Linked DNA regions of Mus musculus: all the other regions are linked to region 5. Evidence: chromatin contacts called from public HiCAR-type and promoter capture Hi-C data. All regions are on one chromosome and are shown on one strand. The core of a region is the stretch at or near the end of the contact, and the rest is flanking DNA. Distances in the headings are between cores, read along the strand shown. Region 1 holds the start of Pdk1 (pyruvate dehydrogenase kinase, isoenzyme 1). Region 2 holds the start of Dlx2 (distal-less homeobox 2). Region 3 holds the start of Rapgef4 (Rap guanine nucleotide exchange factor (GEF) 4). Region 4 holds the start of Metap1d (methionyl aminopeptidase type 1D (mitochondrial)). Region 5 holds the start of Gpr155 (G protein-coupled receptor 155). Region 6 holds the start of Itga6 (integrin alpha 6). Region 7 holds the start of Hat1 (histone aminotransferase 1).

Region 1 (3,703 bases), core at 149-2,648, 1.5 Mb before region 5:
GGAGACCACAATTTCTACTGGATACTTGAGGAAAAACAATTTTTCTTTCTCTAGAATCAAAACCACTTGCTTTTGTTTCCATGCGGACAATATCCCCGCTTTGTGCTACACACAGTTTGTTGGATACAGAATAACAGCTTTCTTTAAAGGGACTCTGATCTAATTTCTGTTTTTCTGTGTATGTTGGGGGAGGGTGGGCAGGTATTTGTTTCTTTGTTTTCAGATAGGAGTCAGAATAACAGGCTGGCATGATTTCGGATGACCTTAGAATTCTCACCTCCCACATTGCTGCTTCCACTTGCAGATCGCTGAAATTATAAACCTGGGCCAACACAATGTGGGGGGGTGGGGTGGGGGGGGTTGCTTTTGTTTTTTCTTTCCTTGTGCTGGGGATGAAACGCAGGGCTTTGGATATGAGCTACATCCCAGACTTCATGATTTGTGTTTTTTCAAAACCCAATAGCGAGCGGGGCAGTGGTGGCGCATGCCTTTAATTCCAGCACTTGGGAGGCAGAGGCAGGTGGATTTCTGGGTTCGAGGCCAGCATGGTCTACAGAGCGAGTTCCAGGACAGTCACGGCTATACAGAGAAACCCTGTCTCATAAAACATAAACAAAACCAAAACAAAACCCAAAAGCGACCAGCATGGAGCTATGAAGTGTTATTCGGTGTGTATTCTACATAATTGATAAACTTCACACGTGGCAGGATAGTTTTCTTGCACCTAAGACACAGCAAATGTTAGGGTAGTTGGATGGGGACTTTACAGTGTTCAGAAGACAGACGTGATTTTCGTGGGGTTAGATATTAAATATGTTCTAATTCTACATTCACTATCTCTATACATTGAAAAGATGGAGCAGGCACATTGTAACTCTAAGATGAGTTAACAGAAAAAGAGCGAGTAGTCTTTAAGTACTGTGGCAATATTGCTTGCATAAAGTGTTTCAACGCGCTCTTCCCGGGACTTTCGTTGCTGTGGAATTCTTTAGAGCCACACCCCCAAGTTCAACTCTTGTACCACTGTTCGGCTGCACCTGCAAATCAAGGGCTTGCATGATCCAAGGGCAATGAGAACAGGCTCATTGCCAACGATCTCGCACAGCCTAGAGCTTTTCCGCTGAGACTGGGAGGGCGGAGGAAGTACGAAAGGGTGCAAAGGGGTGCAACACAGCGCAAGCTGGATCGTTTAAGCCGGGCTCCCACGGCGGCCACTCGCTCCGGGTGGTTTCAGCTGCACCACACCCCACAAAGCTCAGCAGCGCTCCCTTTTTTTTTTTCTTTCCCCGCCTCCGTCCTCCCAGGGCCCCGCCTACATGGGCGTGTCTTTAACCAGGGGCGGTGGCTAGCGCAGCCTTTCGCCCTCCTCCGTGCTGTCCGTGCTCCGCCTACGGGGGCGTGGTTCCAGCGAGGGGGCGGTGGCCGCAGCGCTGACAGCAGCTCCCCGCCCCCGCGGCCAGCCACGTCCCGCACGTAGCGCCCGGGCAGCGGCATACAGCCGCAGGTTGGCGCCCGGAGCTCCGGCTCCTCCGGCGGGGCTCGGTATGAGGCTGGCAAGGCTGCTGCGGGGCGGCACGAGCGTCAGGCCGCTCTGCGCCGTCCCCTGCGCCAGCCGTAGCCTGGCCTCGGCCTCGGCCTCGGGTTCCGGGCCGGCGTCGGAGCTTGGCGTTCCGGGCCAGGTGGACTTCTATGCGCGCTTCTCGCCGTCGCCACTCTCCATGAAGCAGTTCCTGGACTTCGGTGAGGGCGGCCGCTGGGCCGTCGGGCCTCTGTGCACGGGCCCCGTCCTCCCAGGCGCACCCCTCCTCCTCCCTCGTGTCGCCCCCCCTGCGTCTTAGGTGCTTCCTTCCTCCTCGGAGGGAGCGGGCGCTGGAAGGCCGGGCACGTAACAGGGACGTGCGACTATAGTGTGTTTAAAAAAAAAAAAAAAACTACAAACCCAAAAAAACAAAGCAGGGGGCCCGCGGCTGCAGCCTTCCGCGCACGTGCGTAGGTGCGCGCTTGGGGACCTGGTGTCTTTGGGGATGCCTTGCTCAGGTTCAAGGCCAGGGCTCAAACTGCTTCGAGGGTGGTGTTCTGCAGAGGCGAGATCGGTGCCAGCACAGTGGCGATCGTTTGGAGTGGCGTGATGGCTGGAAAACAAGTTACTACTGGCCCAGTGCTTTCCTCGCCAGTGTTTTCACCGAGAGCAAATTCGTTTCAACAGCAGCCAGTCTCAAGCACGTGTAAAGTGCATGGTCTTGTCTGTGTGTAACAGATTGCAGAACTGCAGAATTAGGCCTTTGACTTTTGGCTTCTCATCAGGAGTAATGAGGCGGAAAGGGAAATGCTTAGAATAAACTCTTAACATTGAAATCCGAAAGTTCTGGAGTAGAAAAAGTTATCTTCTGTGTCGTGCTGCCAGGTTATAACATGGTTAGCACGCACGAGAGATTAGTGGTGGGGGTAGGTACTTTATCTTAAAATTGTGGTTTGAAGTGACAGGTGCTTTTCCTTGTGTTTCTTTAGTAAGGGACTATGAAAGGCCCCCGTTTTGTGTGTGTGTTTTGCTTTTATTTGTGAATGCCTGTACTGTGGTGTAGCAATGTTCACCTTGTTCATGAATACGCTATTAAACTTTGGCAAGATGCTTTCCTTAATAATACTGCTACTGTTGACAAGATAGTTTTCTGCTAAGGTTCCATCTGCGAGGTCCACTTAGTTTCAAATGGATTGCTGAAATGTGACTTTTTTAGTTCAAGTGAAGGTGCTTGCCAGGGGAGGGACACTTATCAACTCTTCTGCCAAACATCTGGATTCAAGAGTGGAGGAAGGGGGAGGTGATGGTCTCAGGAATCAGACAACTGAGCTGGTTCCACTTGATGGTTGGTGATACTGTGTTGATGGTCTTTGCCTTCTGTTGCCTGAAAACCTCTGTACTGACTGTGTTCTGGTGGTATTTGTTCTGGTGGTTAGTATTTGTGTCTAGTCAATGACTTGGGTCAGAATTTACTCAAAAGTCGAGAGTCAGGATTTCTTTCTTTTCCTTTTTTTTTTTTTTTTTCTTCTTTTTTTGGTTTTTCGAGACAAGGTTTCTCTGTAGCTTTGGTGTCCTGGAACTCACTCTGTGGATCAGGCTGGCTTTGAAATCAGAGAGTTCCTCGTTCTTCTGTCTCCCAAGTTCTGGGATTAAAGATTCCAGCCATTACTTCCCAGCAGGAGTCAGAATTTCTAAAGGCAGCAGCAGTGGGGTATATAGAATTGGCCTTTCCCAGTTCTCTTCACAGGCCCTGAGCCTTACTGCAGACAGCTTACCTGAATCCTAGTCATCCTGAAGTATAACAAGTACCTACATGGTTGTACTGAGCATACATGGTTGTACTGAGCAGTTGGAATTTCAGGAATTGGAAGTCAGTTTGGAATCAGGATTACTTTATAGACCGGTTAGTTCAACTGTGCCTGGATATATCTTTGTTTCCTAGTTCCTTCCTCTCACTATGGTAAATGTACCGTTGTGGCCTTGCCAAGTGACTGACTCTCCTTTTCTCGCTCCGGCTACCGGTGCCTGTCACTCACTGCCTGTCACTGTGCTTGGTTTCAGGGTCAGTGAATGCTTGTGAAAAGACCTCGTTTATGTTTCTGCGACAAGAGTTGCCTGTTAGATTGGCAAATATAATGAAAGAAATCAGCCTCCTCCCCGACAATCTTCTCAGGACCCCATCCG
Region 2 (3,644 bases), core at 102-2,601, 1.8 Mb before region 5:
AGGGACGCCGCCAGCTCGGCTCGCTCTGGCAGGGCCAGATACTGGGTCTTCTGGAAGCGTCGTTGAAGGGCCGCCAGCTGGAAACTGGAGTAGATGGTGCGTGGTTTCCGGACTTTCTTTGGCTTCCCGTTCACTATTCGGATTTCAGGCTCAAGGTCTTCCTTGTCTGCAACGAAAAGTGAGTGGTGAGCACCCACCGTCCAACCCCGCGGTCCTAAAGTTCGGAGCGGAGGCCTTTAGAGACTTGAGGAGGCCTTCCCAACTTCAGCACGCGCCGACTGGCCTGGCCACGGAACCCTGCAAGGGACCCGGGGGAGCTGTGCAAGAGAGAAAGAAGAGGCGGGCAGCAAAGCTATGCGCTACCCACAGCATGCCAACTGGCCCAACCGCCCACCGACTCTGTCCCCCGGAGCGTGGAGAGGCAGAAACTGCGATTCGCGTGCAGTTGGAGATTGGGCAGAGTTCAGGGCGGGAGCAAGAGATGCACAGAGTGCAAGGCTAGAGCTCCGGACTGCCCCCCACCCCATGCTTACCCGGTCCCTCCCCGTGACTTGGGCACCCTAGATGCTTGCGATGCTTACCCGGCTCGTTGTTGACCGGAGACGAACTGGTGCCGTAGGGCGCGTAGGAGGTGTACGCGGCGGTGTAGCCCAGGTCGTAGCTGCTTTTGGCGGAGTAGGAGACATTGTTGAGGCCGCTGGCGTGGTACTGGTAGGAGCCCATGTGCGCGTAGGGCGAGGCCCCCCCGCCGCCGCCGCCCGCCGGGTGCTGCTGGTTGGTGTAGTAGCTGCTGTCCGTAGCCGTGGACACCGGGAGGGTTGGCGACTCCTGGGGCTTGTGCAGGCTGCTGTTGCTGCTGCTGCTGTTGCTGTTGCCGCCAGGGCCGGCGCCCGCACCGCTCGGGGGCTGCTGGTGCTGGTGGTACGTGCTGGAGGCGGTGATCTGGGTCGAGTGCATATCAGCCACCAGACTGTCAAAGACTCCAGTCATCCTGACCCGGGACAGGAAAGAGCACGGGTGGCGGGCGAGAGGGGGATGCGAGGCGCCTCCTCTGTCTATCTCTCCGGGTCCCTTCCAGCAACCAATGTAATTACGGGGAGGGGGAGGGAGAGGAAAACAAGAAATGAGGCTACGGTCTAGGCGCCTCCTCCCCTGGAGGAGGCGATCACCGTGCGTGGCTCGGGACCGCAGCTGCTGGCCGCATCCTTCCCGGGCCTCTCGGACCTCTCGGCTCCTGGCCCGGCTCGGGCGGGGGGCGGGCAATGGAGGGGGCAAGAGCGGTCAGACCCGGTAGGGGCTCCAGGAGGCGGGAGCAGGTGAGCGACCCCCGAGCAGCTTTACGATTGTCTGCCGGGCAGGCTCCTGCAGGGTGGGCATTTAACACTTATCACGTGACCGCGGGCAACGTCACCTAGCAACAGCCAATCAGAAGGAATGAGCCGCGGGGCGCCGGGAGTCCGCGACCGGGCGGCCCCGGGACCCGCGTGTCACGTGGCGGGCAAGGCGGCCGCGGTGGGTGCGTGTACAAGCACTGCAGAAAGTGGGTACCCGATCTGGAGCTGGATAGGGTGCGGGATGGCCCGCAACAGGACATAAGGCTCCGGGAAAGAAATGGGGTCTCCCACCTTACTCTGCTTTCAAGAGCCAAGTCTAACGATTTACATCTCTTGTCCAACTTCGCCTTAATCAAATAAAGCCAGGAAGAGGGCCGAGCCAGCTCTGTCTCCTTTTTCTCCAGATACTTTTCCTCGAGGTGCCTGGCTCGCACTACTCTTGTCAGCCACTTTGCACCTGACGGGCAATTGATTTAAATTATCCATAAACCGCGTATAATAACCTATGCTTCCCAAACTACCCACAGAGATATTACGACAATTAATTGGATAATGTTTAACGTTTTTCCTTTTTGCTTGAGAGAAGAGCTCTATAAGCCCAAAGGTATTATTACTAGTAATGTATTTGAAATCACTTTTCCTCATACACATAAAGGTCTCTAGTAATGACGCACATCTGAGCCACTAGCTGGAAACTGATTCTGAGGTTCCCTCCTTGGGAAAGGTAGGCCAGACTAGACAGCCTTCAAAGTCGTTTGCATTGGTGTTTTTATGAAAAGGGGAATGAAAAAAAAAAAGAGATACTGAAGTAATATTAGAGATTTATCAAGATTCATTATCACACGTTTTCTTGATATAAACAATAAATATAAGAAGTTTTATTTTGTCTACTTTATTTTACATTTTCGTGTTCTAGGATCTTACTCCACTGTTGTAATTTCTTTCTCTAGGTTTCTTTCTTTATTTTTATTTTTCTTCTTTCTTTCTTTCTTTCTTTCTTTCTTTCTTTCTTTCTTTCTTTCTTTCTTTCTTTCTTTCTTTCTTCCTTCCTTCCTTCCTCTCTCTCTCTCTCTCTCTCTCTTTCTTTCTTTCTTTCTTTCTTTCTTTCTTTCTTTCTTTCTTTCTTTCTTTCTTTCTTTCTTTCTTTCTTTCTTTCTTTCTTTCTTTCTTTTCCAAGTGATGAGTTCCCCTCTCTGGTGGTTGGGATTTTCAAAAGAAGGGTGATGGATGGACTCAGCGCAGTGATGGACTCTCAAGTTTGAAGATTGCGGTAGCGCCTGCTTTGTGGCGCCACCTGGTGGACAGTGTAGGAGGTTGTTACAGGCCTGGTAGACAGTCTAATCACGCCCAGGCGCCAGCCTCTGAAACCCCCCAAAAGAACAAAATAGTAATTAAAAGCCACAAAATTGTGCTAGTGCGCGCCATCTGAAGCATCCCTTCCTAAAGACATAACATGTCACTGAAAGAACTTGTTACAACAACTGCCTAATGGAAAACAAGTTGATACTTTAAAAAATACGATCTTTGGTCTTCCCCAGAAAAAGCAAGTGTGTAATTAAAACTCCAGCATTCACACAGCGGAATAATGAGGCAGGTAATGCGCCTTCCAGTCTGCCTGGATTTAGTTCTCAGCCACTTGGCTAAGGAAGGCCTAGAGAATGGGGAAGAATGAGTTTTATTAGAAACGCTCCCTGGTGGGACTCGCCTGCACCAGACCAGACCCTCCCTACTGTATTGACTTTAAACTGCTTCCTGCCCCTTTTATGTGCATCAACGGTATCTCAAGGTTTTTAATCCAGATTGCCTTTTAGCGACTCGATTTCAAGTCCCTGTGCTCTGACACCACACGAGTAGCTGTTTTGCCCTAATAAAAGGAAAAAAACCAATCAAAATTAAAATTAAAAATCAGAATCAGAATTAAAAATCTGATTGCGCTTTCTCTGCCCCTTTGTTGCCAATCAAGCCTGTCCTGAAGGCATACTGGTGGTGGAAAGTTTTCTGCATTCTATTTCTTTCTCAATCCCCAGAAACAGTGTAAACTCAGGTGAGATTTATAAAACAGCATCATTCTGGAATAAATAGGACCTGGGCCCTCTTTTATCTTGGACACAAGATGAGTGCCCTGTAGCCTGGGAAGTGGATGCAGCTCTGAGCCTAGAGAGGGGAAAAGCTGCAAGGGGAAGGAGAGAGACCTATAGCTGGGGGGGGGGGGGGGACCTAGGCTTGAAGTGTCCTGATAAGCCAGACACAAATCTACATCTTGTTCCATTTACTAATTTTGTTTTCTTGAGGCACAATCTCAGGACGCTG
Region 3 (3,238 bases), core at 659-3,158, 1.4 Mb before region 5:
GGGAAGGGAGGTGGCTCTGGACCCTGGGTCCTTTGTGGTCCTCCCTGTCCTGGTGACTCACTGACGCCTACCTCCAGCCGTGCATGGAGGCTCACATGCTCTGAACGAGCTAATCTAATCGTTGTTGGTGCTCCTTCTAGGTAGTAGTTAAATAATTCTGCTTGTCCTTAGAGGTAAGTCAGTGCTCCCACAAAACAAACAAAGGCCTTGCACTTTATGAGACAGATCTTAAAATGCTTTGCATATGTGGAGGACTTTTGGAGACCTTATCCATGACAAGCAGCCCCTAAGTGTCCTCCTTTGCTAGTTAATAGTCTCCCTCAAAATAGAATTTGCACTATTTTGTTCCATTTTTCTTTAGTGTCCCTTGTGGAGTCTTCTCGTCCCTCTGTCCCTGCCTCTCAGACTGACCCCCAGACTAAATGAGAATGATGACAGGTGATATATTGTCTTTTATTCCTCTGGCTCCTCACCTCTAAGTATTCTCTGAGGCATTTGGAGCAAGCGTTCAGTAACCTTGAAATGTCCCAATAGCTCAGATACCTTTATAAACAAAAAATATTTAGAAGACATGTCTCCTTCACACCATATAAGATGACACCTTTGGAAGTCTTTATGTGGTATAATATGTTAAGAGATATTTATGGTAAATAATAGAGATTAACGGAATGAAACTCAGCTGAGGGACAAGCCCAGAACAGGGAGTTTCTGCTGAAAACACTTGGTTGTGGGTCTGAAACCAGATCCTGTCTATTGAACATGGGGAAATGGAAAATTTTTCTGGAGAGATTTAAGGTCAAGGTTGTTGTAAGAGAATCAAAGCATCCCAGAAGGCACAGGCTGTTTCCTGCTCCCCAGTCTCCCTGCATCGGCCCTAAATGGGCGGTGTGTGTAGGGACAGTAGCAAATGATCGAGGATAAAGCCCTGTTCCGTTCCACCCATGCCTATTCCTAAGTGTATGTCACAAATATCGAAACAGCGCTTGATAGGAGTCCAACAGATTTAACTTGTCCCCAAATTCCTGAACAACGGTCCATGTAAATTTATTTCTTTTTATTTTTTTATTTTTTGGCAGGGTATAACTGAACGACTTCTAGGCATAACACTTACAGTGAACACCTACAGGAAGACAGGCAGCTGTGGCCACCCTCCGCACTGAACCTGGGAAGAGGAAGGCTGTGGGAGAGTAGAGGCTAACCACCCAAGTTCATGGAGTGCCCAGGAACTTGGCTTCCAGGCCTGAAACCTTAGTTCTGCATGGGTCTCAGGGATATCCCATTCTTAATTGCTTCTTTTTGTCGTGGTTGGGACATGGAGTCCAAGTAAGTCTGAGGTTCAAGGCCAGTGACTTCAGTTTGCACCCCCTTTTAATCCTCTGGTCTCCTGGGTCCTTTGCTTCAGACTGTCTCTGTTTTTCCCAGCCCCCAACGCCCCTCAACCTTCCGAATCATTTATCCTTTGGGGTCCACATCAAGAGACCATGATGTCCCCCACCCCCACCTCATCGCAAGCCTTCCCAGCCCTGCCCTCTCTCATCCCAATTTAAACAGCAGACTGTAAAGGTGAGCTGGGATCAGCTAGCAAGTTTTGACAGCCACCGAGGAGGACTAATGGGTTTCTAAGGAAACGGAGAGGCAGCAGCCATTTTAGTGGCATTTGCTGTACGAAAAATATATAGAGTCTGACATCCCCTCCCCACGCGCAACCGGGTGGCATCGCAGCAGAACTCCCCCTTCTTCCCTCCCCCGAGGTGAGGGTAGACGCGGGCCTGGCGGAGCGGGGCACCTGCCGCAGGTGTCGTGGGGTCGCCGCTCCTGGCGGGCGGGCGGGGCGGCTGGGCTCCCACGCGGGCGCCGCAGTGCAGCGCGGGCCTCGCGCCTGGCCCGCCCCTCGGTCCCCGCCCCGCAGGCCGCGGGAGCCCGCCGGGAGGCGCGCGGGAGGTGGCCGCGGCCCGGGGCCACCGCGCGCTGCTGCCCAACATGGTCGCTGCGCACGCTGCACACTCTCAGTCCTCGGCCGAGTGGATCGCCTGCCTGGATAAAAGGTACGTGGGGTGGGGTGCGGGATCTGGGTCGCGGGGGTCCACTCGTGGGGTGCCACCTGCGGGAGAGCATTCCACGTGCCGGGAACAGAATGCGGCGCCGTGGGGGACAAGGTGCCAGCCTGCCCTGGTCCCCTTCCGCCCCGCTGCGACTCCACGCTCCATTCATGGGTGGGTGGGTGGGTGGTTTCCAATGGGCACTAAGACCAGGGAGGGTACATACATGCGAGCTTCAGGCTGTCCAGACCCTCAGGGAGAATGTCATTTAAGTTTCCAGGAGGGGCGGGGAGAAGGGGGGTATTCATGCAGGTGCAGTCACCTTTTTTGTTTCCGGAAAACCAAGTGTTAGGGACTCAGTGGAGCTGTCAAGTCCCTTGCTGAAATCCACAGCCCTCTTCCCGCGGGCGCTCTCTCAAGGTCTGTGTTAGGAAGGTCACCGGAGGCGTCTTAATCTTCTGCAGAAAAGACCCTCACTCTAAAGAGAAATTTAAACCGCAGAGAGTGCTGGCTCTCGCCAGCCTCTGATGAAGGTGCCGTGGGTGACAACACACTGCAGTTGTTTCTAGGCTCTGTCGGTGGAATTTTCTGTTTGTCCAGATTGCAAATTTAACAGTAAACATTACACAGTATGTTAGCAATTATAGTTTATTACCCTAAGGAGAAAGGTGATGCATCTGAACTTTGAAAGAAACAAGCAAACGCCTTGCAGCGTGACCAGCCTCTGAGTCCCAGAGTTTGGTGCCAAAGGCCAGTGATTCACATCCTTCAGCAATCTGCATGATATCCGAATTGCATTTGTGGGAATTATTTTGTGCTCTGCCATATTGAAAATTTTTCAATGAACAGATTTGTGACCGGATCAAACTTGAGGATCTGAAGAGTGGCCGGCTGTGCCTGTTCCACTATTGTAGGCCTTTGATGGAAAGATATTAACTAACTGAAAAGAGCTAAATGAACTCATTTGAATAACTTAATGTGATAAACATTCTCGATTTTTAGTTACTACACAGTAGCAAGAATATTTTTGGCAGGCATTGCCCCATTTCTGACTAAAATGGTATGTTCTAATATTAGAGAAATTATATGCAGTAAACAGTAAGACAATTGAAGAGATGGTTAAGTCATACAGAATTCTGTGGAGGAATTAAAGGCACATTTAAGCCAAGAGCTTGCTAATGTGATCAGTAATCTAAATT
Region 4 (3,348 bases), core at 278-2,777, 1.9 Mb before region 5:
CTAGCCGAGATCTCAACATAGATTGGGACAAGGACACAAAGTCCCATTCATAGCTGACAATTGACAGAGCTACTGAGGGGATGAGGGTGGTCAGTTTTCTCCAGGGTTTCTGCCCCTGAAAGGATCCCCGTGCTCCAGTAGATGGCCCTACATTCATGTGCATACTGGCAGTAGATGGACTCAGTGTGTTAAAATAAAAGCACATGAAGTTGAAAGGGAAATGTGGTGGAAGGGATGAGCAGGAGTTGGAGGAGAAGGATGGGGGCGCGTGGTGGTGCTGGGAGTGTATTAGACAAAAACACATTCTATGTGTGTATGATATTCTCAAACAAAAAGAATACCCTTGGATTAAGTGTTCTCCGATTTGAGGTTTGTGATGAGTTGAACTCTGCCTCCTGAGGTTAAAGGTGTGCCAGTTGAGCATGTGGACTCTTTTATTTTTTATTTTATATATGTAGTACAGTGTAGCTATCTTCAGACACACAAGAGGAGGGCATCAGGTTCTATTAAAGATGGTTGTGAGCCACCATGTGGTTGCTGGGAATTGAACTCAGGAAGAGTCCTAAGTGTTCTTAACCGCCGAGCCATCTCTCCAGCCCGCATGTGGATTCTTTAAAATCAATGAGAAGACATCCACATATTCACAAGGAATCCTTATCGATCTCGACTGCATTCAAAGTCCAGAAACTGCTACACTACAGTTTGGGTTCTTTCACCATACACATCTTGGGGTATCATGGTCTGTGTTGAGCACAGGAAGCTACCAAGATGGATAACACCTGGTCCATGAGCGTCTGGACTCCACCGCAAAACAAGGGCAAGAGGCACAGAACCTGGTGAAATCGGGCAACAGTATCATCGAAGGTACAGCGGCTGCCTCACTTGCCTTGACATAGGGGCTATGCAAGCTGACATGCGTCATTCTTTAAATATCTAATTTAGGGATAACAGCAGTTAATACTGCCAAGCAGGAAGTGTCATCAGGGAAGGAGAAATCCTGTGAAGATACCCACAGGGCCACATAGGTGTCCCAACTATTCTATTCTGGAGTCTCTGCTGAGTAATTAATATTCTAACATTGCAAAGGGAAGCTGATCAAACTGATCCAACTTTTTCAACTAGTTGCCTGGAAATGATTTGTAACCGAATGAAAGGCGATGAAAGTGCTTTGTTGCACACTAAATTGTGTTTGTTTGTTTGTTTTTTTTTTCCTCTCGCCCAACTTCACGTATCCATGCACCAAAATGGTGATTCTATAAATACTGGAGGCTACACTTACATGACGACTTTCTTCCATCCCTGATGGGTCTGGAAGCTCAGAGAGAGAACTGCGGCCGGAGCCAGCCTCTCCTGGTGGAAGCGAGCTGGCCGCAGACGGAGCTGCTGGCCTCGACACCAGAGGCACTCGCTAGCCCGGGCTCCTGCAAGCCAGCTCACGCGCGCGCGCGCACTCGCCTCCCACTGCTTCAGCGCTTCTGGGCTTTGAGAGCGCGGCTACTCCAGTGGGCGGAGCTGCGAGGCTCTCTTGGCCACGTGACCGGAGCCAACATGGCGGCGCCCATCGGCGTCCCCCTGCTCGTCCGTGGAGGTAAGCGATCGGCATACGACCGCTCCAGGGCTACGCGCCCAGAGACACGTCCGCGCGTGGGCTTGGTACGCACGTGCGTACTTTCAGTCGGACCCGCGTATACCATACACGTTGGCACGCTGCAGAAACAGACACACGTTTGTCCTCTTCTTACCATGTTGCTTGAGTGCTTAGTTCTTGAGATTTGTGGGTCGTTACCTGAAGTTTTCTTCCCTCTCTTTACTTGTGTGGTTAGTGTTGCAGACGTATCTACCAGCGACGACGGTGAAATGCGCCGGAACACTCGGTTTAGAGCTGTTGGATTGGCATGCCTTTTTGAGAAACTTGTAAAAGGTGATGACAGTCATGATGACTTAGGAGAGCTAACGATGTCAGGGGCATTCCAAACAGATGCGTTTCCGGCGAATCGTTGTTGAATTAGTACTAGGTTCGGATTCTTTGCTAGCAAGAACTCAAAAATAGGTTCAAGAAGGACGAAAAAAAAAAAAAGGAACACCAACGACTTTAGATACAATTTAAGTGCCAGGCACATAGGAACGGTTTTAGGAGGTAAATATTTTCAGAGCAATACTCAGCACGTATTATATACCTTCCGAGCCATCTCACCAGTCCAGCTTAACTTAATACAATCCCCTTTTGTGAAGTCAGATACCAACTTATTTGTGTGTATCTAAGGGTGTGTAAAAAAGTTTGACGTTGACATGGAATGGTGTCCACAAAAATATATTATTTGGAATATTTGGAAAAAGCAAGTTGTAGGACATTAAAATTACATATATTTGTTTGTCTGGTGTATGCTCAAACAGGTGCCAAGGTGTGCATACAAAGGTCACAGGGTCATAGGAGAACTTGTGGGAGTTCTCCCATTATCTGTTTTTCAGACCATGAGGCTTGGTTCAGGCTTTACCCACTGAACCATCTCACCAGCCCAGTTTAGCTCAATACAGCCCCCCCTTTGTGAAATCAGATACTCATATATTTGTGTAGTTATATTTGTGTGTATATGTGTATCTAATATAATACATACAGAGAATGACATACACGATTCACGGCTTTGTGAAATAAAATATTCAGTTTTTATGAAATGCCCATATTTTCCAAAGCACTCAAAATATAGTGCTACATATCTTAGAGGTTTTTGGCAAAGATGACTCTGGTCATTCTGTGTGTACCCAGAACTTCTCATCACTTGAATGATCTTGTACATTTAATACAACTTGTTCATGTGAAGATTAGATTTTCTTTTTTTAGCCTTTGAAATGTTCTTCATAGGAGAAATTTCAAACACACAACAGAGCGGCAAACTCTGCATACACATTGTCTGCTCACAAATCATGTGTGTAGAGACACTCACTTCTCCACCCCAGCCACAGTGCCTCCCACGATGGTATTATTTTAAAGGATGTCCTAGGTATATCACTTTATTTGTAGATTCTTTTGCCTATGTATCTCTGAAAACTGTGCCTAGGGAGTATAGCTCAGTGGTTAGCACCCATAAGCCTTGGTTTGGGGTTCCCCTGCTCCATAAGAGGAGAAAGAAAGAAAAAAAGGAAGGAAGGAAGGAACAAAGAAGGAAGAAAAGAAAGACAGAAAGACTGAGAATCCTACTCATTGTCTTGTATATTGTACTTATTTTTAGAATTTCTATTTAGCTATTTATTTGTTTTAAGACAGAATCTCCTGTAGCCTTGAACTCCTGGTCCTTCCGCCTCTACCACCGTGTGTTGAGATTAGTGGTGTAAACCACCCGTCATACTGGG
Region 5 (3,631 bases), core at 150-2,649:
TAATCTGTCCTTTTCCCCCTTTCAATTTTTCCAGTGTTATAAACAGTTCCCGAGGCAAATGAAAGTTAAAATGACTTCTAGTCTGACATAATGTCACACACCTGTAATCACAGCACTAGTGAGGCAGAGGCAGGAAGACCATGGGTTCAAGCCCAGCTACAAAGAAAAGCCAGCCAGGACTTAAATTAGCAGCTGTCTCAAAATAAGGAAGGGAGAAAAAAAAAAACTAAAAATAACTCTGAAGTTTTATCTCATACCATTTTAAACATGAAAACAAAACAAAACGAAAAACCGCTTCTTATGCACATTTTAAGATTAACAAGAACCACAACAAAGGAAGTTTTAAAAATGTCATCCAGTCCTTTAAACTACAAAAACAAGACTTGTTGCAGAACAAACAAGTTGTCCTATCACTGGAAAAGCCAATTCACTGGGCCAGACACTAGAAAACGAAGTATACAAACCATCTAGTCGCATTACATCTGACTTAGATAACATGACCAAAGCACTGAAATTGTAGGTTAAATGCTATTAAGTTCAAATGTGCTGCAGTACTGACTTGAAAGAAAAAGCTTTAAACTGAGGCTGTTCTCTTCTCAAACACTCCTATCCTTTAGACAGGAGAAAAGCCTAATGCCTTGCAGCACTATAAAAAGCACTCTTCAACATCAACAGGCACTCCAGTCACTGCCTTTTCCCTTGTCAATCTGCAGGATCAGACTTTGGCCCGCCAAGATAAGGAGTGCAGAGTCCCTGACCAAATAGATGATACCGAGGGCAGCTGACACCCGTGGAAGTGGAAAGCCAGGGCATGGGAGTCACAACGTCAGGTGCTCCGTAAAGAAGTATGGGAGAAAATTTGGCGCAAAGATCCCGAGGTGCTCAGGAGGGGCAGACACGAAGGCCACCTTGGGCTAAAGTAAAAAGTCCGAGATGACAATGTGAGCACACGTGCAACGGGGTGCTTCGCACCCTGGGGACCGCAGCTCTGGCACCAGAGGGGACAAGTCGTCCCTTGTGAGCAGACCATCTCCAGTGTTCCCGCAGGTTTCAGGCGCAGGCTCTGTGGAGCAGAGGCGGACAGGCGCAGCAGCTAGCCGAGGCGCCAGGGCAGCCTGGCGCTGCCCACTGGTCCGGACCCCAGGGGCAGGGGCCATTGCAAACGCAACTGGGGCTCATCTCACCTGCTAGGTCTGCAGCTCCGGCTGCAAGGAGAAGGAAGCCGATGCTCACAGAGGGCCAAGCAGCGAGCACACCGCCGTCATCTCCCGCCCCGAACCCTCTTGTAGCGGCGTGTGCCAGCGGCAGATGCCCAACCACGTTCCGAGAAAGGGAGGGGTGAGCCGCTGCGGTCCTGTCAGCTACCTTAGGCGTCTGCAGCCCGGTGCCTCCTCCCCGCCTCCGCCCCGCCTTCAGGCTCCGCCCCTGGCCTGGAGGTCAGAGAAGCCGGTCTCCATTCTGCCGTGAGGCCCCGCCCCCAAGCTCAGGACATGGCCCCGCCCCGCCCAAGGCCCCGCCTCCAGCATGGAGGTCCGCGTTTCAAATCTCCACCCCGCCGTCAGGCCACACCCCTAAGCTCCAGTGCTACACTGCACTCCGCCCTGGGGCTCCACCCCAAGGCCCCGCCCCTAGCCAGAAGGCCCGAATGCGGGTCTCCACCTCGCCTTTAGGCCCCGCCCCCAAGGACAAGCGACACCGCTCCACCCCCGGTGCCCGAGGCCACACAGCCCAGTCCCTGCCCTTATGCTTCGCCTCCGCCAAAGCCACTTGGCCGCCGGTCTCCCGTAGCTGTACTTCCGGCTTTTCTCTTCCCACAAGATGGCGGCCGGGTGGGGATTGGCAGTATTGGTTTCCTCCGCCTCTGCTCAGACTCAGGAAGGCCTGTCATCATTTCGGTTAACCTCAGCTTCCAGTAATCCTGTCAATTCCTCTCCTGGTTAGCCTCGTCATTGCATAGTATAGAGTTATAAATGCAAGGATGTGAGTTCAAACCCTGCCTTCTACCTTTCCCAAGCTAGCATGATCTTGACCTTCCTAAATCAAAAGAGATTAAAATATAAGCTTTAGTTGTGTGCTTGATTTAGAATACATTGCCAGCAGCGACTGCTTCTTTTTCTGTTGTGGAGGAACTCTGGCTGTATGCTCTTAGTTTACAGACAGGAATCTCCTAGTATTCTCGGAAGTCTACTGGGGCTTCTCGAAGTCAACGTGTGAAAATGAAGACATTTTCTGAAACAAAAAATATTTCTAATTTAAAGCCTGATCTCAGTGATTTTGTAAGTATTTCTTAAAAAGAAATCTTGCTTTGCAAATTTTACTGTTTTGTCTGGCCACTACTATGTCCTATTAATCTGTGCAGTTTTAGTACAAAGTACAGTACTATTTGCACCTTTAAATTAAGTTACTATATGGTTTACTAAGAAAATAAAAGCCGGGAAGGGAGATGGGATGGGGGAAGGGGGTTCCGAGGGAAAATGAGGAAAGGGGATAAAATTTGAAATGTAAATAAAGAAAATATGTAATAAAAAATGGGAAAAAAAAAGAAAAGAAAAGCCAAGAGCTGGCTTAAGGATATGAAGCCTAAGGAAAGGTGAGCAGAATTGAAACTATTTTTTAAAATGTAGCTTACTCCCTTTTGGTTCATTTTTTGTCTTTCTCACTTTTAACTATTAACCTAACTGCAAAAAAAAAAAAAAAAAAAAAAACAATACATCTGTTATCTCAAGGCTAAATGGATTCCTGCCTTGAAACTATGAACATTAGTCAAACTAAATATTTAGTGAACTTTGACTTTTAAAGGATTATTGAAAGACAGGCCTAGAAAGGAAAGTTAAGGCCAACCTGTAGGAGTTCCTTGTGTTAGCTTAGCTTAGTTTATCCTCTGACAGCACAGTAAGATTGGTACAATTTCCCCACACTGGAACATGTCAGTGGATTTTGTGCCTTATGATCTGGAAGCCTTCCCAGGATAAGTGGAGAGATGAAAGGCAGAAAGGACAGTATGGTGACTTTGGGACTAGCCAAGACAAGGAAATAACCTACTCTGGGCTAATGGTAGTACAAATGGAGTAAGTTTGAGGGGTGTTACAGAAGAACTGTAGAGCCGGACAGCTGAGAGAGGTAAAGAAGAGGAGGTGGGGAACATTAAGTTTGTTCTCATCCACTAAAATAAGGAGAAAGAAGCCAGGTAGAGAGCTTCTAATAGATTTCCCAGCTGTGAAATTCTGCTATCTGGAAATGAAGAACTATTTCAATGCGCTTACAAAGGAGGAAGGGGCTACAAAGAGTGAATTTGCTTCTAGACCTAAAATTGGAAACCCTGAGGCATTATCTATAACAATCTCTTGGACTTATCCTTCCTTCCGTCAGAGGCGCTGGGAGTTTAGACATCTGATTAAAACCCCTTGGGTCAGATCCCACTCCTGGAGGGAAGAATGAAGCGCTTCAGTGTTCTGTGAGCTGACAGTTCTTAAGAAGGCATCAGCACACGTCCATGTGAGTGTACAAGGTTATGTCAGCAATCCATTGCTATTCACTTGATATGCCCGTGTCTGCTTATAGTTAGCCCTCTCACCTTTCTGCTTGTTCGTTTTATCTGAATTATGATTAGACTTTAAAAAAAAAAACCAAA
Region 6 (3,744 bases), core at 1,214-3,713, 1.6 Mb before region 5:
TGACTCAACACCAGGGATGTTTGGCTTCCTAGGCAGGAAACAGGTGGAAGACAGACAGGCACAACAACTGATAGTTTCTTACCCAGTACGGGCATATTCCAGAACAAGCGTCTCAGCCTTCTTCAGACCAGATTTCATCTCTACAAGTACCATTCGATTTGCACTGTGCATTTGTAATATTTAAATTTAATTTACTGTAATTTAAATGTCAACTTGAGGATTGAAATCAAGAAGGTAACAATGACCATTCATGTATTATTTGCCAATATGTCTAAGGAAGGGAATGACGGGTTCTCCACAGCCTAGAATTAGTCTTAGGAGGAGGAGGGATGTTCAGAATGGCCATTGGCTAATAGGACTTGAGCATGACTGGTCAGAGGGAGCAGTTGCAGTACAGGGCTTGGACTTGAGTGGAATCTGATGGATCTGGGACATATGCGCAGGGTTTGGCTGTTCAGCACAGCTTTCTTAACCAGTTCAGAAGTATTTCAGCAACATGGCAGCTACATCACTGGCTCCTGGCTGAGAACTACCTTGCGATTAAATGTTTAAATGTCAACTTGAGGATTGAAATCAAGAAGGTAACAATGACCTTGAGGTTCCTTATGTCCAACCATCATCAATTGGACCTGTCTTTCAGGGATAGTGGTTGCCATACATGAAAGAAGAAAACGGTTGTGAGTGACACCCACTAAAAATCACACTGCTGATATTTTCTACCTCACTAGACAGTCATTTCTAACAGTTTCTCAATGTCCTTCAGAAGCGCTTGTTCAAACCGTGTGATCTTCAAGATCTCGTGTGCATTTAGATCCATTATACCTCACCCAGGGCAAGATGTGAGATTACTAGTTGTTTGGGAAGTGGCACATCTGCTGGGGACTCACTCTGGCAGCTGCTGCCACCTGTGAAGACCACACGTGATATTCACATAGCTTCTCTGAGTAGCTCCAGCTGTTCTCTTGGTACAGATGTAGAAGGACGCTTTGGGTCTCCCTTGGGACTGCACCCTGCTTCTATTTCCTATGCATGCCTGTTAGGTTCCATGGAAAGGCCCTTTCCAGCATCAGGAGTGTACAGCCCACTGTGATTGTTACCCAGCTCTGGGCAGTTGGTCCTGACTTGTATAGAGAGTTGGCTCAACACAACTAGAGGGAGCACACCACTAAGCAGTTTTTATCCATGGTCTCTGCTCCAGGTTCCCGTCCTGAGTTCTATTATCTGGAAATGTAAGATAAAACAAACTCTTTTCTCCTCAGGTGGCTTTTGGTTAAAATATTAAATTACATCGATAGGAGACAGGGTAGAACAAGGCCCGTTCAGTAAGTTACTGAAAACCAAGACCCTATGCACAACATACATGTTTTTAAGAAGAAAATCGATTATATTAACATATGTCAAAATGTTAACATTTTTTTCTATAGTAATAAATTGCTTCTTTATTGACATACATCGAGATCTAGCAGAGTAGCTACCTAATAACAACTGTAATTTGAAACATCTGCAACAACCAACTTTTCTGGATAAAACAGTATTTTCTACTGATAATTGGGTTGTTGGTACAGTCTCCTGCCTTTGTGGTTTACTGTCTACATTCATAAGAGAAAACATGCTAATCTAAATGTCAGAGGATAATAAAAAATGGTTCACTAAAATGTATATTGTTTGTTCTCAACCAAGTTCTGAGCGTCCCTGAAGCAAGTTTTTCTATCCTAAAATAAACATGCCTCAAAAGCCAACACCTCGCTGGAAAGCCCCACCCTATGCCCGCGAGACTCAAGCCTTCAAGCCACCCACACGGACCTCTAGCTGTCTCTATCTATGCAGTTCTAACTAGACTAGGAAACTTAGGGTAAGAAAAGGGGACAATAGCTAAACTCCAGGGCCCAAGATAGAAGGACTCAGTGTTCCCTACCTAGAGATCTTCCCACAAAAATCTGAGTTGACTTTTTTCTTTTCTTTTCTTTTCTTTTCTTTTCTTTTCTTTTCTTTTCTTTCTTTCTTTTTTTTTTTTTTAAAAAAAAAACCAAAACTCATCAGCACAGAGAAGCCCGCTTCCTAGGCCTGAATGAAACAGTGTGTTTTTAAGTAGCACAGCAACGTTTTCGACGTTTGGGTCCCTGGGGAGCCAGCGAGTATGCAACATCAAGCCAACCCCAAGAGCTGGGCATACTTAGGCGCGTCTTGAACCCTTGGAGAACGGATGTCTTTGCAAGTCAGCCCTATGAGGCCCGCAGTTCAGTGACAGGTAGAAAAAAAGCCTGGCTAGTCTTGCCAAGCTCCGGGACGCTTCCGGGCAGGTGGCGGGAAGGTGGGAGGGCTGCGGCGGGTGCGCCGCTGCGGGGCGGGGCCGGCAGGGAAGGTGCGTGTGGCGGGCGGGGCCTCGGGAGGGGCGGGGCGGGGCGGGGCGGGGCCGGAGTCCCGGTCACTCGATAAAACGCTTGAGAGTCTCCAGAGAACAACGGGCTCATTGAGCAGCAGCTAGCTGCGGGCGTGGGGGAGCGGCCGCACAGTGAGCGTGAGCCGGCCGGGGGTGGGGCCGCGCGCAGGGGCGACCGAGGCCAAGTGGCCGCAGCGGCGCGCCAGGCAGCCCGGCCCCGGCCCCGAGCCCGCGCGCACAGAGGCCGCAGCAGCTCCGCGGGTCCCTCCCACCGCGCGCGCCCATGGCGGTCGCGGGCCAGTTGTGCCTGCTCTACCTGTCCGCGGGGCTTCTAGCCCGGCTGGGTACAGCCTTCAACCTGGACACCCGCGAGGACAACGTGATCCGGAAATCGGGGGATCCCGGGAGCCTCTTCGGCTTCTCGCTCGCCATGCACTGGCAGTTGCAGCCGGAGGACAAGCGGCTGTGAGTTCCCCGACTCTTCCCATCCCCACCGGGGCGCCGCGCTGCGCCAGGGAGAACGAGGGCGCGCCCTGCTGCCGCCCGTCCCGCGTGCCCAGAGCCTATCCGTGGGCTAGCCCAGCTCGGCTCTGCTCTGCCCTGGCCTTCCCTACCTTGCCCTGCCCTGCCCTGCCCTGCCCGCTCGCACTTCTTCGGCCCAAGACTTGAGAGATCCGGGCCCGCCGCGCCCTGCACACGGCGCCTCCCGGGAGTGAGGAGAGCCGAAGGGACAAACCCCGGGCCCGGCCCCGGGATACTTGACTTTCCCCCTCCCCTGAAGTGCTTTCCGCGGTTCTCCACTTCGGGCTTAGTTTGCAGGGACCCCGGCAGGTGGCACGCTTTGCTGAGCTTCACGTGTGCACTAGGGACAGTGATGGGACACAGGGTTGCGGGAAGTCTTCCAGGGAAATGCAGGCCTTTCTCCAACTCTCCGACCGTCCGGTCCCCTCCCTCGTTCGCGCGCCGCGTGGAAGTTGGGAAGCCACTTTTCGCTGTCCCGTATGACTTTCCCTGCAGAGTGGGCTCTCCTGCAGGAGATACTTTAACATGCTTCTTAAAAAGCACCTGTTCCTCAGGACTAGCTCAGCTGTGAAAACAGGCTTCTTCGAGTCGGTGTGCTAGCTCCCCCTCCCAGCTCCCTGATAGATCAGCAGCACTCAAGGATCCTCCGGCCCCAGTGCTGGGTGGGCCTCACGGAGGAGTTAGAGCAAAGTGCCCCTTCTAGGAGGGACTTAGAAAAGAAGGTTCGGAAGTGACAGTCATCCTCCCAAGTGTTTCTTCCAGGAGAAAGCGACTGGCTCTGCCTTTTAAACAGTGTTGGCTCCCACATGACCCAGTTCTTTGATTGGGGAAGATTTTCTGGA
Region 7 (3,785 bases), core at 849-3,348, 2.0 Mb before region 5:
CACAGTTCAGGTTAACCTCAAACTGATGAGTTGATGTTCCTGCCTCAGACTCCCGGGTGCAATGAGCTTAGGCACAATCTATCACTTTAGCTATATATTTTTTTTATCTCTAATACTAGAGAGCATATTAATTCTAGACTATTTCACCACGTGTGATGGTTAGTTTTAACTGTCACCATGGCATAGAACAAAATACACACATATAAATGTTTATATACACACATACATGCATATATGTATTACATACTACATACATATATACACATATATACTATATAACACATACATATATGACCCACACAAACCTATATTAGTGTGAGCATGTTTGCTGGGGATTGCCTTGATCATCTTAATTGATGGGAGAAGACTCACTTTAAGTGTGAGCAGCACCTTCTGGTAATGGCCCAGGTAAAAGGCAGAAAGAAAGCTTTGCTAACTTGCCTCCTTAACCTTCATTCTCACTGGAGAGTTCATTGACCTTTTTGGTGTGTAAGGGTCCATGATTTGCTGAAGGATGTCACCCTGGACTCCAATAGTATGTAACCACAAAGAGTGTTGAATTCTGCAGAAGTCTAGCAAGCTGGGTCTCCCATGACCCAGGTAGAGAGACACCCAAGTGAGCTCAGAGGCCTGATTTAAAGCACATTAGGGAGTTCTGGGGTAGGTGACCTCTATGATAATCTGTTGGGTCCATCTCTACTGACATTCCATTGCCGGGGTAGAGAGGCTGTAAACTTGTTGGGGGAGGCCTGGAAACTGCTGCTGACCCATTGTCCTTGCCTCGGGCCAGACAGGTGGCCAGACAGGTGGCGGGCCGGCTTCGGAGGCCTGGACTTGCCTGGACTTGCCCAGGTCTTGGTAAGAGATTTAGGCCTAACCTCCTTAACTGCCAATTTGAAGCCTGTCATGGAGTCAGCCTAGCCTTCTCAAGCGCTGGTATTAGAACCTTGCTAGGCAGAGACCCAACAGTTCTCCAGGAGTCCCTCAGGTCTTCACAGGCAGATTGGGCTGAGGCTCCTAGCTTTGAGGACTGACCACCAGGTTTTCAGCATTTGCTGTGAGACAACCACTGTCTGGCCTCTCCAAGTGTACCACATAAGCCAAGGTGGTAAGTCATCTTTTAATATATGTTCATTCCATTGGTTCCTTCTTTTCTAGAGAGACCCGATATACCAAAGATCAACTTTCCATACGGCATGCATCATTTTAAAGCGTATCAGCAAATGTGTTGACACCAGGGAGTCTGGTATTTGAATACCATCGTAGAGGTAAATAGCAAATTATCCTCTGGGAGAAAAAAAAAAATCCAAAAGCAACTAAATAATAAGGCCCATGATTAAAAATGGGTAGTATCCTATGATTAGTTCAAGCCACTAGGACCTCATACAAGTCCAACTAAATCAAGCCACTTGAGGTAGTGTTAGTAACCACTTTTAGTGAGCTAAATGGTTGTCCAGAAAACTTAAGAGCAAAAGCAGGTATATTTCTAAATTTTACTTTTAATAGTTGTGCACGCTAGCATGTAATCAGAGCACAGCTTTCGGGAGTCTTCCATTTTGGGTCCCTGAGTTCTTTAATATGGCACTATTTTTCAATTTGGGAGCACAAAGAAAGTCTATAATGGGTTAGTGGCAGAGCCTTATGTCTACCATAAGTATGACTCTGAATTGGTCACCCAGCTCCAAAATACGAATAAAATTCAGAGGAACCTTTTAAAATGGGTTATGGCAAAGTTGAATCAAAAAGTTTAAAAACTTCGAAATGAAACCCCCACAGAAAAACTTGCGTTCGGGCCAAAAGATGGGAAGGACAATCGCCTTAAGCTGTTTGAGAATTCACATTAATTTCTAAGCAAGTCTCTAGTGGCCAGCAAGCCGCACAGGCTGGGACGCCGAAGACATGGGGTGAGGGCATCCTCACGTGCGGTGGCTAGGCAACCGCGGGCGCCTTCTCACGGTGCTAGCCCCGCCTCCTGAGGCACTTCCGCCGCCGCGCGCCTGGACCTTCTCCCTCTCATTGGTTCGTGGCTCGCCGAGGATGGGCGGGGGAAACGCGTAAGTCCTTGCGGTCACTTCCGGCCCGGGAGCGCGCGGGTTGATTTGTCCTTCCTCAGCTGCGGGCGCTCGGAGCTCGGAAATGGCGGGTAAGTTCCCGGGAAAAGTTTAGCAAGGGGAGGAGGCGGGTGCTTCTGGGGAAGAACGTTGAGGCGGCCGTGACAGTGGCCGCCTGGAACTTTCGGGCTCTAGCAGAGGTTCCAGAAGGCCTCTCCCTTCCGCGAGGCACTGAGGGTCGGGGACTGGCTCCCGGTGGGCCGCGCTCGGCGCCACCGCCCCCGGTGCTGACGCTCGGCGCCTCCCGTGGGCCTCCCGGGCCTTGAGCTCAGGCAAGGCGCTCAGTTTGGTCTGGTGGAGCGCGGTCTGCCTCGGAGCCTTTCACCCCCTCGTTCCCCTTTGCTCACTGTCGCCCTAATGTAACCCATTAGGTCCAGTTCCCGCCAGCTGATCCTCTCCAGGGCCCTGCCCACCTCCCTCCCAGCCAACTTCTGAGCGAGCGCGGTGCTGCTGCCCTGCCCTGGTTCAGGGCACACTCAGGGTCTCATAACCCTTCAGGATTCCTGAGATCATTGTTTTTTTAGATGTCCTTTGAGAAAGTCGTTTTTACACTGCCCAACTTGTCACTTAGAATGGAACTTCTGTGCTGTGTGTAGTAGAATCCTCTTGCTGTGCTTTATTCGTTTCTAGCCTTGGAGAAATTTCTGGTGGAGTATAAGAGTGCCGTGGAGAAGAAACTAGCAGAGTACAAGTGTAACACCAACACAGCAATCGAGCTGAAACTAGGTGCGTATTTCCTTTCAGAGGAGTTCTGTGTGTGCAGCCCTGTATTTAACAGAGCCTTTAAAATAGGAAACACAGCTTGAGGTTAAGACGATTACGTAACAGGTACTTTCTGCGTTGACTGGACATGGAGATTTTAGGCAGTTCTCTAAGTTCATGCGGTAGAAGGGGTAGGGGAAAGATAGTGATAAGAAAGTGAAAGATAGTGTGGCAGAAAGTATATGTGATCTCATCTTAAAAATTGCAAATACACCAGGCAGTGGTGCCGCATGCCTTTAATCCCAGCACTTGGGAGGCAGAGGCAGGCGGATTTCTGAGTTCGAGGCCAGCCTTGGTCTACAGAGTGAGTTCTAGGACAGCCAGAGCTATACAGAGAAACCCTGTCTCGGGGGAAAAAATTGCAAATGGGGGATGGAGAGATGGCTCAGCTGTTAAGATCATTGACTGTTTTTCCAGAGGTCCTGAGTTCAAATCCCAGCAACCACATGGTGGCTTACAACCATCTGTAATGAGATCTGATGCTCTCTTCTGGTGCTCGTACTTACATATAATCATTCAATCAATCAATCTTCAGGCCCCAGGGAGCAGGACTGGTAAGAGCACTGACTGTTCTTCCGGAGGTCTTGAGTTCAAATCCTAGAAACTACATGGTGACTCACAAACATCTATGATGAGATCGGATGCCCTCTTCTGGTGTGTCTGAAGACAGCTACAGTGTACTTAGATATAATAAATAAATCTTTTTAAAAAAAATTGCAAATATGATAATAACAGCTGTTGGTTAGGATGTGGAAATTCATGGGTTGCTGGTATTATATCTAAAATGATATAACAACTTTGGTTTGGAAAAAAAATTTAAATGTATTTTATGTTCATAAGTGCTTTCTCTATCTTCATGAATACCAGAAGAGGACATCAGATTCCCACCATGTGTTTGCTGGGAATTGAACT

Evidence for each region. Promoter capture Hi-C pulls out the DNA fragments that hold promoters and counts their contacts. HiCAR-type assays count read pairs that join an accessible place to other places.
Region 1: a HiCAR-type map of astrocytes shows a contact between it and region 5, with 4 times the contacts expected there. The contact joins the promoter of Pdk1 here to the promoter of Gpr155 in region 5. A contact is called at or near these places in 6 of 39 promoter capture datasets (the HPC-7 cell line, hippocampal neurons, liver and 2 more), 1 of 484 Hi-C or Micro-C datasets (pre-B cells) and 2 of 115 datasets of contacts at active chromatin or transcription factors (astrocytes and embryonic forebrain).
Region 2: a HiCAR-type map of kidney shows a contact between it and region 5, with 5 times the contacts expected there. The contact joins the promoter of Dlx2 here to the promoter of Gpr155 in region 5. A contact is called at or near these places in 4 of 39 promoter capture datasets (hippocampal neurons, liver and pre-B cells), 2 of 115 datasets of contacts at active chromatin or transcription factors (embryonic forebrain and kidney) and 2 of 9 other capture datasets (adipose tissue and embryonic stem cells).
Region 3: a contact with region 5 is called in a promoter capture Hi-C map of hippocampal neurons, with 6 times the contacts expected there. The contact joins the promoter of Rapgef4 here to the promoter of Gpr155 in region 5. A contact is called at or near these places in 5 of 39 promoter capture datasets (the HPC-7 cell line, cranial neural crest, embryonic stem cells and 2 more) and 1 of 115 datasets of contacts at active chromatin or transcription factors (astrocytes).
Region 4: a HiCAR-type map of astrocytes shows a contact between it and region 5, with 2.4 times the contacts expected there. The contact joins the promoter of Metap1d here to the promoter of Gpr155 in region 5. A contact is called at or near these places in 1 of 115 datasets of contacts at active chromatin or transcription factors (astrocytes) and 1 of 9 other capture datasets (adipose tissue).
Region 6: a promoter capture Hi-C map of pre-B cells shows a contact between it and region 5, with 5 times the contacts expected there. The contact joins the promoter of Itga6 here to the promoter of Gpr155 in region 5. A contact is called at or near these places in 3 of 39 promoter capture datasets (the C10 cell line, liver and pre-B cells), 1 of 484 Hi-C or Micro-C datasets (embryonic stem cells) and 1 of 115 datasets of contacts at active chromatin or transcription factors (astrocytes).
Region 7: a promoter capture Hi-C map of liver shows a contact between it and region 5, with 2.9 times the contacts expected there. The contact joins the promoter of Hat1 here to the promoter of Gpr155 in region 5. A contact is called at or near these places in 3 of 39 promoter capture datasets (hippocampal neurons, liver and pre-B cells) and 1 of 9 other capture datasets (liver).

Annotation. Positions count from the first base shown.
Region 1 is chr2:71,871,826-71,875,528 of GRCm38.p6, forward strand. It overlaps Pdk1 (pyruvate dehydrogenase kinase, isoenzyme 1), which reads left to right and starts at 1,399. Exons shown (of 11, transcript NM_172665.5): 1 at 1,399-1,740; 2 at 3,581-3,703. The coding sequence starts at 1,545.
Region 2 is chr2:71,545,403-71,549,046 of GRCm38.p6, forward strand. Dlx2 (distal-less homeobox 2) reads right to left here and starts at 1,352. Exons shown (of 3, transcript NM_010054.2): 1 at 582-1,352; 2 at 1-166. The coding sequence starts at 990.
Region 3 is chr2:71,979,307-71,982,544 of GRCm38.p6, forward strand. Rapgef4 (Rap guanine nucleotide exchange factor (GEF) 4) reads left to right here and starts at 1,909. Exons shown (of 31, transcript NM_001204165.1): 1 at 1,909-2,045. The coding sequence starts at 1,981.
Region 4 is chr2:71,451,811-71,455,158 of GRCm38.p6, forward strand. It overlaps Metap1d (methionyl aminopeptidase type 1D (mitochondrial)), which reads left to right and starts at 1,528. Exons shown (of 10, transcript NM_025633.3): 1 at 1,528-1,588. The coding sequence starts at 1,549.
Region 5 is chr2:73,385,081-73,388,711 of GRCm38.p6, forward strand. Gpr155 (G protein-coupled receptor 155) reads right to left here and starts at 1,400. Exons shown (of 17, transcript NM_001190297.2): 1 at 1,185-1,400. It overlaps Gm13707 (a long non-coding RNA gene), which reads left to right and starts at 1,770. Exons shown (of 9, transcript XR_866430.3): 1 at 1,770-2,276; 2 at 3,370-3,495.
Region 6 is chr2:71,784,476-71,788,219 of GRCm38.p6, forward strand. Itga6 (integrin alpha 6) reads left to right here and starts at 2,464. Exons shown (of 26, transcript NM_008397.4): 1 at 2,464-2,845. The coding sequence starts at 2,664.
Region 7 is chr2:71,387,162-71,390,946 of GRCm38.p6, forward strand. Hat1 (histone aminotransferase 1) reads left to right here and starts at 2,099. Exons shown (of 11, transcript NM_026115.4): 1 at 2,099-2,143; 2 at 2,742-2,837. The coding sequence starts at 2,137.